Linked DNA regions of Mus musculus: regions 1 and 2 are each linked to region 3. Evidence: chromatin contacts called from public Hi-C and targeted proximity ligation data. All regions are on one chromosome and are shown on one strand. The core of a region is the stretch at or near the end of the contact, and the rest is flanking DNA. Distances in the headings are between cores, read along the strand shown.

Evidence for each region. A called contact is a pair of places that touch in the nucleus more often than the background predicts.
Region 1: a contact with region 3 is called in a Hi-C map of B cells, with 4 times the contacts expected there. A contact is called at or near these places in 7 of 484 Hi-C or Micro-C datasets (B cells, CD8 T cells, LSK cells and 3 more), 7 of 130 datasets of targeted methods (CD8 T cells, T-cell acute lymphoblastic leukemia, acute myeloid leukemia and 3 more) and 3 of 9 other capture datasets (adipose tissue, liver and macrophages).
Region 2: a contact with region 3 is called in a targeted proximity ligation map of CD8 T cells, with 7 read pairs. A contact is called at or near these places in 3 of 484 Hi-C or Micro-C datasets (CD4 T cells, Th17 cells and granulocyte-monocyte progenitors), 14 of 130 datasets of targeted methods (CD8 T cells, the HPC-7 cell line, acute myeloid leukemia and 8 more) and 1 of 9 other capture datasets (liver).

Annotation. Positions count from the first base shown.
Region 1 is chr15:74,894,733-74,897,793 of GRCm38.p6, forward strand. No RefSeq gene overlaps it. Among named protein-coding and RNA genes, the nearest start is that of Ly6m, 15 kb to the left of the region's middle.
Region 2 is chr15:74,932,900-74,935,823 of GRCm38.p6, forward strand. It overlaps Gm39556 (a long non-coding RNA gene), which reads left to right. Exons shown (of 5, transcript XR_003951655.1): 4 at 1,627-1,959; 5 at 2,387-2,543. Among named protein-coding and RNA genes, the nearest start is that of Gm39556, 7.9 kb to the left of the region's middle.
Region 3 is chr15:75,110,441-75,113,406 of GRCm38.p6, forward strand. Ly6c2 (lymphocyte antigen 6 complex, locus C2) reads right to left here and starts at 1,531. Exons shown (of 4, transcript NM_001099217.2): 1 at 1,500-1,531; 2 at 1,158-1,240; 3 at 71-187. The coding sequence starts at 1,227.

The DNA.
Region 1 (3,061 bases), core at 524-3,023, 220 kb before region 3:
ACATACATGCATGCGCGCGCGCACACACACACACACACACACACACACACACACACACACACATATATATATGAAGTGTATGTGCACAAGCTGTTTCGTTAACTATTGTTTAAGAGAGCTGTTTTCTAAAACATCTGTAGCATTGAAGAACTGTAGCTCTGAGATCCTCAGAGATCTCCTCCCTGCAGCACTCAGTGCCTAGACAGGGATCCTGCTGATCCACCCCCCCATCTGTTCTCGGCTTCCCTTCATCCATCCCTGCATCAGGGCCTGGACACTCCAAGGGAAGATGTGGACCTCAGAACTCAGCCCTGCTCCATCCTTCCCCGCTTGGTATGCATCAGTGCCTGGACATCCCAAGGGAGGATGCCAAAAAAAAAAAATTAATTAATTAATTAAAATAGAGAGCCGGGTGTGGTGGAGGACTCGGGAGGCAGAGGCAGGTGGATTTCTGAGTTTGAGGCCAGCCTCATCTACAAAGTGAGTTTCAGGACAGCCAGGGCTACACAGAGAAACCCTGTCTCGAAAACCAACCAACCAACCAACCAACCAAACAAACAAACAAACACAAAGAAAGAAAGAAAGAAAGAAAGAAAGAAAGAGAGAGAGAGAGAGACAGAGAGAGAGAAAGAGAGAGACAGAGAGAGAGAGACAGAGAGAGAGGAAGGAAGGAAGGAAGGAAGGAAGGAAGGAAGGAAGGAAGACAAAAAATCAGAACCGCAGGGCAGAGGCATCTCGACTGTACCATGCTGACTCACCATCCCCACAGGCTGCCTGGTGGGACAGGCTTTCATTGATTTATCTGCCAAGGTGAACCTAGCAAGATGGAGGAGTTTGGGGAGATGCTCCTCTGTGGCAACCAAATGGACTTCTCTTTGCAACCATGACAACCAAATGGACTTCTCTTTGCAACCATGTCACCCTCCCCTGTGGCAAGGCCACAGATATGTAGCTGCAGAGCACAAGTCTGTTGGACTGGTGGAGTGTTTTTCTATCTCTGAGGTGATGGAATGGCTGCTGGACCGTGTGCCCAGCCATGATTCAAGACTCTAATGATGGAGCTGATAATTTAAAAACCCACCAAGCGGTTGTGGGGACTAGAGGAATGGCTCAGTGGTTAATGGTGTACACACTGCTCTTACAGATGATATGAGTTTAGTTCCCCAATTGAGTTACCCTAGGGAGGCTTGAAGCCCTCAGTTTATCCTAACACACACATTCCACCCTCCTACACACACACACACCATTCACACATACACCATACACACATGCACACCACATACCACATTAAACAAACACACACACTCATACTTTGTTTCTCTCTCACAAACACAAACACACCATTATACCATGTTCAGAAGCAACACTCATGAACATACAGGCACACCACATACAACATATTTTGCAAAGCATGCATAACACACGTACACACCTTTGTACATCATACACACAATATTCATACAGGGATTACATATAAATGCAGATCACATACCACAAAACATCATTTGTATAGCACAGGATATGTAGAAACCTTCTATATAGAACCACACCATATACAACACATGGACCAGACAGGATATAACACTGCACACATACTACCCACATACTGCAAAAGGCCCCCACACACATCACATACACACCATGGGCTTACACTTTACACTACAAGCACACCCATGCACATAGTTCTTTGAATTCTATTCAAATTATTTGCTGGCTTATCACATGGCCAAGACTGAAAAAATACCATGGATGTGAGAGCCGTTGCCACCAGGGGGCGCATGTAGCCTAGCTCAGGACCCTGTAACATCGTGGGAACTTCAGCTCCACCTGGGAATTACACAGAGCCCAGAGCTAAGCCTGATTCCAGCTGCCCTATGTATGAAAAATAGGAGGGGCTGGGGGTGAAGTGAGGGTGGTGCTTTCAGCCCTCGAGCTGGCCACCAGCTTAAAGCCACGGGTCTTGCCACGGAACAGCAGGAGACTACAGAATCACGCATGCAACCCCTCTGTCTGCCCAGCAGTAAGCGGAGGATCTTGGCACAATGATCCCCAGAAACTAGCCTGGAGTCTCAGCTCCCAGAATACAGAACCAGAGATAGCAATCACAGGGCCCCAGCAGATTCCCCGGGGCCCCAGGATGGGCTCAGAGACTGTTCTAGAAGTTTCTGCTGCTGTGACAAAGCACTGACAGACTCCAACTTGGGGAAGGATTTATTTACTTACTGGCTACAGTCAACCATCAGGTGAATCCAAGGCAGGAACTAAAAGCAGCAGAGGACCGCTGCATAATGCCTTGCTCTCCTTGGCTTGCTCCGGCCCAGGCCCACCTGCATAGAGATGGCCCTGCCCATCGTGGTCTGGGTTCTCCCACATCAATTACTGGGTAAGACAGTGCTTCACATGTTCACAGTCCAACCTGATAGCATCTGTTTCTCAGTTGAGGGTCCCTTTCCCAAATATGTCAAGTTGACAACCAAAATTAGCTAACACAGAGACCTTCCTGCATTCAGGCTGTCCTTCCAAGTGGAACCTAGAAGCCGCCTCTGGTGTGCTGGGCTCTCCAGTGCCCATGAAGACTGGCAGGGGTGTGGGTGACGTGGGGGGGGGGAGGGCTTGGTCGAGAAGGGGAAGGAGGGAAGAGGATAGGTCCAAGCCCCCAGTGGGAAGTCCAAAGGGGCCCAGGGAGCCCCTAGAAACTGAGGTACCAAGCCCAAGCTGTTCATAGCCGCCCAGTGTGTAGAAGACTTAGCATCTCAATGAGAGACCTAGGCCAACAGACTAAGCACCCTTTGAGGTCACAGCAGGGTTTGGAGGGAGCAGAGGAAGGTCCTCTGGGGAGGATCCTCAGCTGGCAAGAGCAGGAGACAGAAGTGCCGAAAGGACTCAACACCGCCAAAGCCCGAAGAAATATGTCTGTGGGTGCTGGAATGCAGTGGGTTCGTGTGCCTGGGCCATGAAACAGATGACTAGGACCTAACCTAATCCAGCGTGGGCAGGGCAGGTGGCTCCACACTGGCACCTCACCCTAGGCCTGAGAGCCCGCCTTTGTTCTCCCCACCCC
Region 2 (2,924 bases), core at 97-2,596, 180 kb before region 3:
GCAAACCGTCCTTAGCATCCCAGCTCCATCAACCTGAAGGCAAGTATGGGAATTTCTGGAATCTGCCAGGTTCTGTAGTCTTTGGGTACCAGACACTGAGATAGCTAAACCATTAGATGAGGCCCCCAGAGGCCAAGAAGACAAAATAAAATAGATCTCTGAGATGGACATGTTTTTTTTTGTTGTTGTTGTTTTGTTTTGGTTTGTTTTGGTTTGGTTTTTGGTTTTTCGAGACAGGGTTTCTCTGTGCAGTCCTGGCTGTCCTGGAACTCACTCTGTAGACCAGGCTGGCCTCAAACTCAGAAATTCGACTGTCTCTGCCTCCTAAGTGCTGGGATTAAAGGCATGCGCCACCACTGCCAGGCTGGACATAGCTTTTAAGACCCTAAGAAGAGCCTTATTGGAGTGGTCAGCCTTAGCCCTTGAAGAAATACAGTTTTCAGCTTGGCTATTTCACCAAAGCTATTTGCAGAGCTTGCTTCCCCTTGTCTCCTGCTGCAAGCTGTTTGCAGTGCTTCTCCCCATCTCCTGCTGTCTCCTGCTGCTTAAAGAATTTTCCCTGTTAGGGGTGGTGGCACATGCCTTTAATCCCAGCACTCGGGAGGCAGAGGTAGGTGGATTTCTGAGTTCAAGGCCAGCCTGGTCTACAGAGTGAGTTCCAGGACAGCCAGATCTATACAGAAAAACCCTGTCTCTAAAAACAAAAAAACAAAAAAAACCATAAAACCAAAAAAAAAAAAAGAATTTTCCTTTTCCCTGCCAGTGTAAACAAATTCAAGACCCAACCCCTTCCCTATCTACAGGGACTGACTAAAGGTTGAAAGACCCCCAAGCTGGGTGGTCAATCACTCTGAGGAGACCCTCCCAAGGATCAGCGAGACCACGATTCGGATGCAAACAGCAAAAGGCTTTATTGGGAACACGGGTACCCGGGCGACTCAGTCTATCGGATGACTGGCGCGCCGGGTGTGGAGTTTTTATCCTTTTTATAGGGCTAGGGCTGGGGGGCAAAAAGCGCGGGTACAGAAGCGAGAAGCGAGCTGATTGGTTAGTTTAAATAAGGCTTGGGGTATTTCCCGGTCATTTGGGGAACCTGAAACTGAGGTGGGACTTTCCAGAAACTGTTGCTGGTTTCGCTTTATCTGAGTACCATCTGTTCTTGGCCCTGAGCCGGGGCCCAGGTGCTTGACCACAGATATCCTGTTTGGCCCCTGTCCCGGTATTATTCAGCCTTATTCTTTAACTAAACTTCCTTGTAACTTTTGAGAACTCAGCTCTGGTACTTTTTCATGCCTTGCAAAATGGCGTTACTGCAGCTAGCTTGCTAAGCCTTATGGTGGGGTCTTTCAAGGTTATGATGACTACAGCTGCCAGAAATAACAGTCCTTGAGAAAACTCCCCTACCCGCCTCAGTCTGAAAACCACAAACTGCTTAGATCTTGCTGACAGAGTTTTCTGCCAAATTAAAAATGTGCCGCTGCTTTGCTAAGCAATAATAAAATAACTGCATGACCCCCCTTAAAAGAGTATCAAAGAGGTGTACTTTTTACAAATCGGGGTTGACTCTCCCTGCGAGGCTGAGCAACCCTACGCGAGTCGTCGTAATAAAACCTCTTGTCATTACAGTGACCTGTCATCAAGCGGAGTTTCTGGGGGTCGAGTTCTCTACACCTGGGCCTCTGGAGATCCAACACCCTCAGAGAAAGGGGATAGCAAAAGGGGGTGCTCACCCCCTGTATAGCCCTGGCTGTCCTGGAACTCACTTTGTAGACCAGGCTGGCCTTGAACTCAGAAATCCGCCTGCCTCTGCCTCCCGAGGGCTGGGATTAAAGGCGTGCGCCGCCACACCCGGCTTGTTATTTTTATAGATACCGTTTCAGGATGGGTAGAAGTCTACCCTACAAAGAAGGAGACTCCCAATGTCCTGGCAAAGCAGCTTCTGGAGGGCCTCAGACCCAGGTATGTATGGCCTGCCTACTCAGCTTGGGTCTGACAAGCTCTAGCACAGGTGCTGGGGACCAGTTGAAAATTGCATTGTGCATCCAGACTCCAGCATTCGGGGCAAGTAAAGAGGATGAATCAGACCCTGAAGGAGACCTTGACCAAATTAACCCCTGAAACTGGCGCTGACTGAGTGTCTCTCCTTGTCTTATATAGAGCTAGGAACATCCCCTATATTTTAGGTCCCCCTCTTTTTTTTTAGATCCTATATGGGAGACCCCTCCCCTGCTGCCTAACCTCCAGTCTGATATCTTAGCAGAATATGACCAAAATAAGTTTTTTAAATCCTTGGAAGCCCTCCATAGGGTCCAGAAGCAACTCTGGCCTGCCGTGTGCCAGGTTTATGAGTCAGTTCCTCTCCCTAACCCCCACTGCTTTGAACCAGGTGAAACCAGAATCTGTCTGGATTCAGAGACACAACCACAAGACTCTGGAACCTGGCAGGAAAGGGCCTCACACTGCCATCCTGACCACACCTATGGCTGTTAAGGTGGACCGGATCTGGATACACCCCTCTCACCTTAAGTCTGCCAGCTGAGGTCCCCGCGGAGGAGCCTTCCGGGTGAACTACCACACCCTGTCAATCCGATTTGTGAAACTGCGACTCCAACACCCCCGATCCTGCTTGCTTCGCCTCGCCAGTCAGTAGCCCTCCCCCACTTACTATTTGGGTATCCACAGATAGTGCCATGCATTGTATAAAGATGGGGCTGGGATTTGATCTGACCATCTCCTTAGAATATTTTTCAGTGTCTGAGTGCCCATGGCTTGGCTTTGGGTTGTCTGTAACAACCTTGTCATCAAGTGACCAAGCCCTCTCAGTCAGTCAACGGGTTCTCCAGCACAGGAGTGAGGATTGAAAAGAAAGAGACGATTGAACAACGCTGCAGCATGAGCCCTTTTTTTTTTTTTTTTTTGAGACA
Region 3 (2,966 bases), core at 281-2,780:
AAGTACCCAGACATGACGTTTTCTCCAAAGCCTTCCTCAGCCTTTTTTATATAGGTCACAGGGAACTTACCCTCAATCAATTCTATGTTTTGAGCAATGCAGAATCCATCAGAGGCGCGGCAGGTAACTGCTGGGCAGGAAGTCTCAATTGGCACTCCATAGCACTCGTAGCACTGCAGTCCCTGAGCTGAGAGAGAAGTAAATACATGAGAGCTAGGACATGTAATTCCTAGCCCAGACACTCCTCTCCAATGTCTTTATTTGCACACAGCTGCTGGCCACTAGGTCAAAGCAAGGACATTACTGTTCAGTCACCTCCACCAAAACAAAAGTGAACCAAGAGCCACCATTGTTCAAATATGCTCGGTACTGCTGTCTCAGCTAGCCACTCCCATAGGAGACACGTGCACCCCAAGAGATATTAGAGAGAAAGTCACCATATTGGGAAGACATAGATATCAAATGTCTGCCGAACAGTGAGTGGGTGTGTAAGTAGGTAGTGGGGCCACCAGATGGGGAGGGCTTTTCTGACCTGTTCCACCCTACACGTGCAGAGGTGGACCCTATGTATTGGAGCATGACAGAGCACTGAACTTCCCAGGGTGCAGCTCAAACTGAGGCTCACCATAAGGCTTCCTGCAACACAGATGTAACTAGAAGTCTAGGGGTATCTGAGAGCTGAGACCTCTTAGAGTAGCACCCAGCTCTCATATAAAATGGGCTGGGGCATAAGAAAAAGGCAAATGCCAACCAAGAATCAAGGATTGCAAACCACTTGACTTTGCAGCCAGGTTTGGAAAAGAAGCCTCTGCCAGTTTGAGCGCACACAGGCCAGAGTCCTGACTGGGAGGCCAGGGCAGCAGGGTAGAGTCTAAGGACAGGCTGCTCTGGTGGCCAAGGTTTATGGCATAGGTAGTTTGTTCCAAGAGTCTTTCTGGCATATTTTGTTTGTTGCAAGGCAGGCACTGGCAGGTTTACAGACCCAGTAAAGTATCCCAGTACAGGAGGCTTCACCCACACAAGCCCATTCCCAATCCCATGATCCCAGCACACCTCAGGTACTGGGCACACAATGGAAGTGCAGGTGTACCCACAACCCTGAATCCCTTTTTCATCTCCATTGTATCCTTCTGCCCTTCTCTCATTATCCACCTCACCTCTTCCTGCACACAGTAGGGCCACAAGAAGAATCAGCAAACAGGACTTTGTAGCGTGAGTACTGTCCATCCTCAGAGAAGGGCTGCACAGATAAAACCTTGGAATTTGGAGCCAGTTAATAGACCCCAATCACATCCCTGGGCTCTCACACGGCTCAGGCATCCGATCTTCCCTCCCTCCAACCCTCCACACAGCTTTCCCCAAGGAATACATGTCTGTCTACTTCTCTCATCCACCACCCACCCAGCTTTTCCTCCTAATTCCACACTCCCAACCCCAGCCCTATCCAGAGGGCTCTTCCCTTTGTCACCTAGCAGCTCCCTCCTGACACCAGTCCTTACTTCCTCTCTGACCAGGTTTCAGGAACAGTGGTAAGGTCTGTCAGAAGTGGACTGAAATAAGTACTTTACTTTTTCTTAGCTCCTCCCAGCTGGCATCTTGAAAAGGGAGGAGGGCAGTGGGTTTTGGTTCTTACTTCCTCAGGGCCAACATGTTTATTGAGTAAGACTTAGCCAGATTTGTATAGCAGTTGGAGAGGGAGGACTCTGTGGTTGGGAAGGGACCATGGTGCTGGAGGACTAAGAGGGCAGAGGGGCAGGGACCATGGGTGACTTGTGCTTGCCATTCAGAAAGCCAGGGAAGTAGGTAAAATTTTTGGCCCTTTCCTGGGTTTTGTTCTGTTTTGCTTTATGTTTTGTTTTTGTTTTTGTTTCTTTTTGAGACAGAGTTTCTCTGTGTAGCTTTGGTTGTCCTGGGACTTGCTCTGTAGACCAGGCAGGCTCCAACCCATAGCCATCATAGGCGTGTCCAGCAGCTGCTGCTTCTGACACCACCACCAGGCTTTTTCCTGTTTCTAAATAGAAGGTATGGGTTGCAGTGGCTCAGAGCCCATGCCCCTCCTTTTTATGAGCAGGCAAATGACCATCAAATGCTTGGAGACTTGTTCTGCTGAGCAGGCCCCCAACAGGCTCTTGCATTCACTAATTGTGAGCCTTGAGTGAAGAACTTGCTGACAACTGGGATGGAAGTTACTAAGCAGTGTCTGATGTGTTAGGTGATGTATGGGGCTGTGGGCAGGTAGCTAGATTCTAGATCCTTTTCATGGCACAGGCTGTGTATTGCAGAGGATGAATGACCCCAGTGTCTCTGCTGCCCAGAAGCCTCCATGAAGAAGAAACATTCTCATTCTTCCTGCTCCAGTTTTCATGTTGCCTGTCACTTCACCTATGAAGTCCTAGCAAAGAGTTTCCCTGATCTTTATGTCACCACCATGTGGCATAGTATTCTATTAACTTAAGCATCTGTGACCCAGCCTTGGGACAAGCAGCAAGGCCCCCACAACAACCCAGAGTCATAGTTTCCTAACCTCATGGAGCATAGAGCCCAGTGAGTAGCCCCACTTAAGTGTCTGCAAGGCACTGACACAGGCTAGAGTGGGAAGGCTGGGCACTGAATGAGACCTGAGCTGGAAGTCACCCTTGATAACACAACAGCAAATGAACAGCTATGCTCAGAGGAAAACTGAGTCACAAAATGGACCACAGAATGAGTGAAGCTGATTGCATCCACTTAAGCAGGCAAGGTAGCAAAGGGAAGGAAGCCAGAGGCTCAGAGACCATCAGGCAGATGCTCCTGATGGAAGTCACAGGGCTGAACATAGAGTCTCGGTCTTTGTGTCATCTCCGGTCCACATGTACATCCAACCCCATTGTCTATGTTCTGGGTTTTGTTCTGGATCGATTGAAGAAAGAGAGACTCTGTATGGTGAAGTCAGAATTCTCAAGGAACAGTGCAGCATCAGCCTTTCC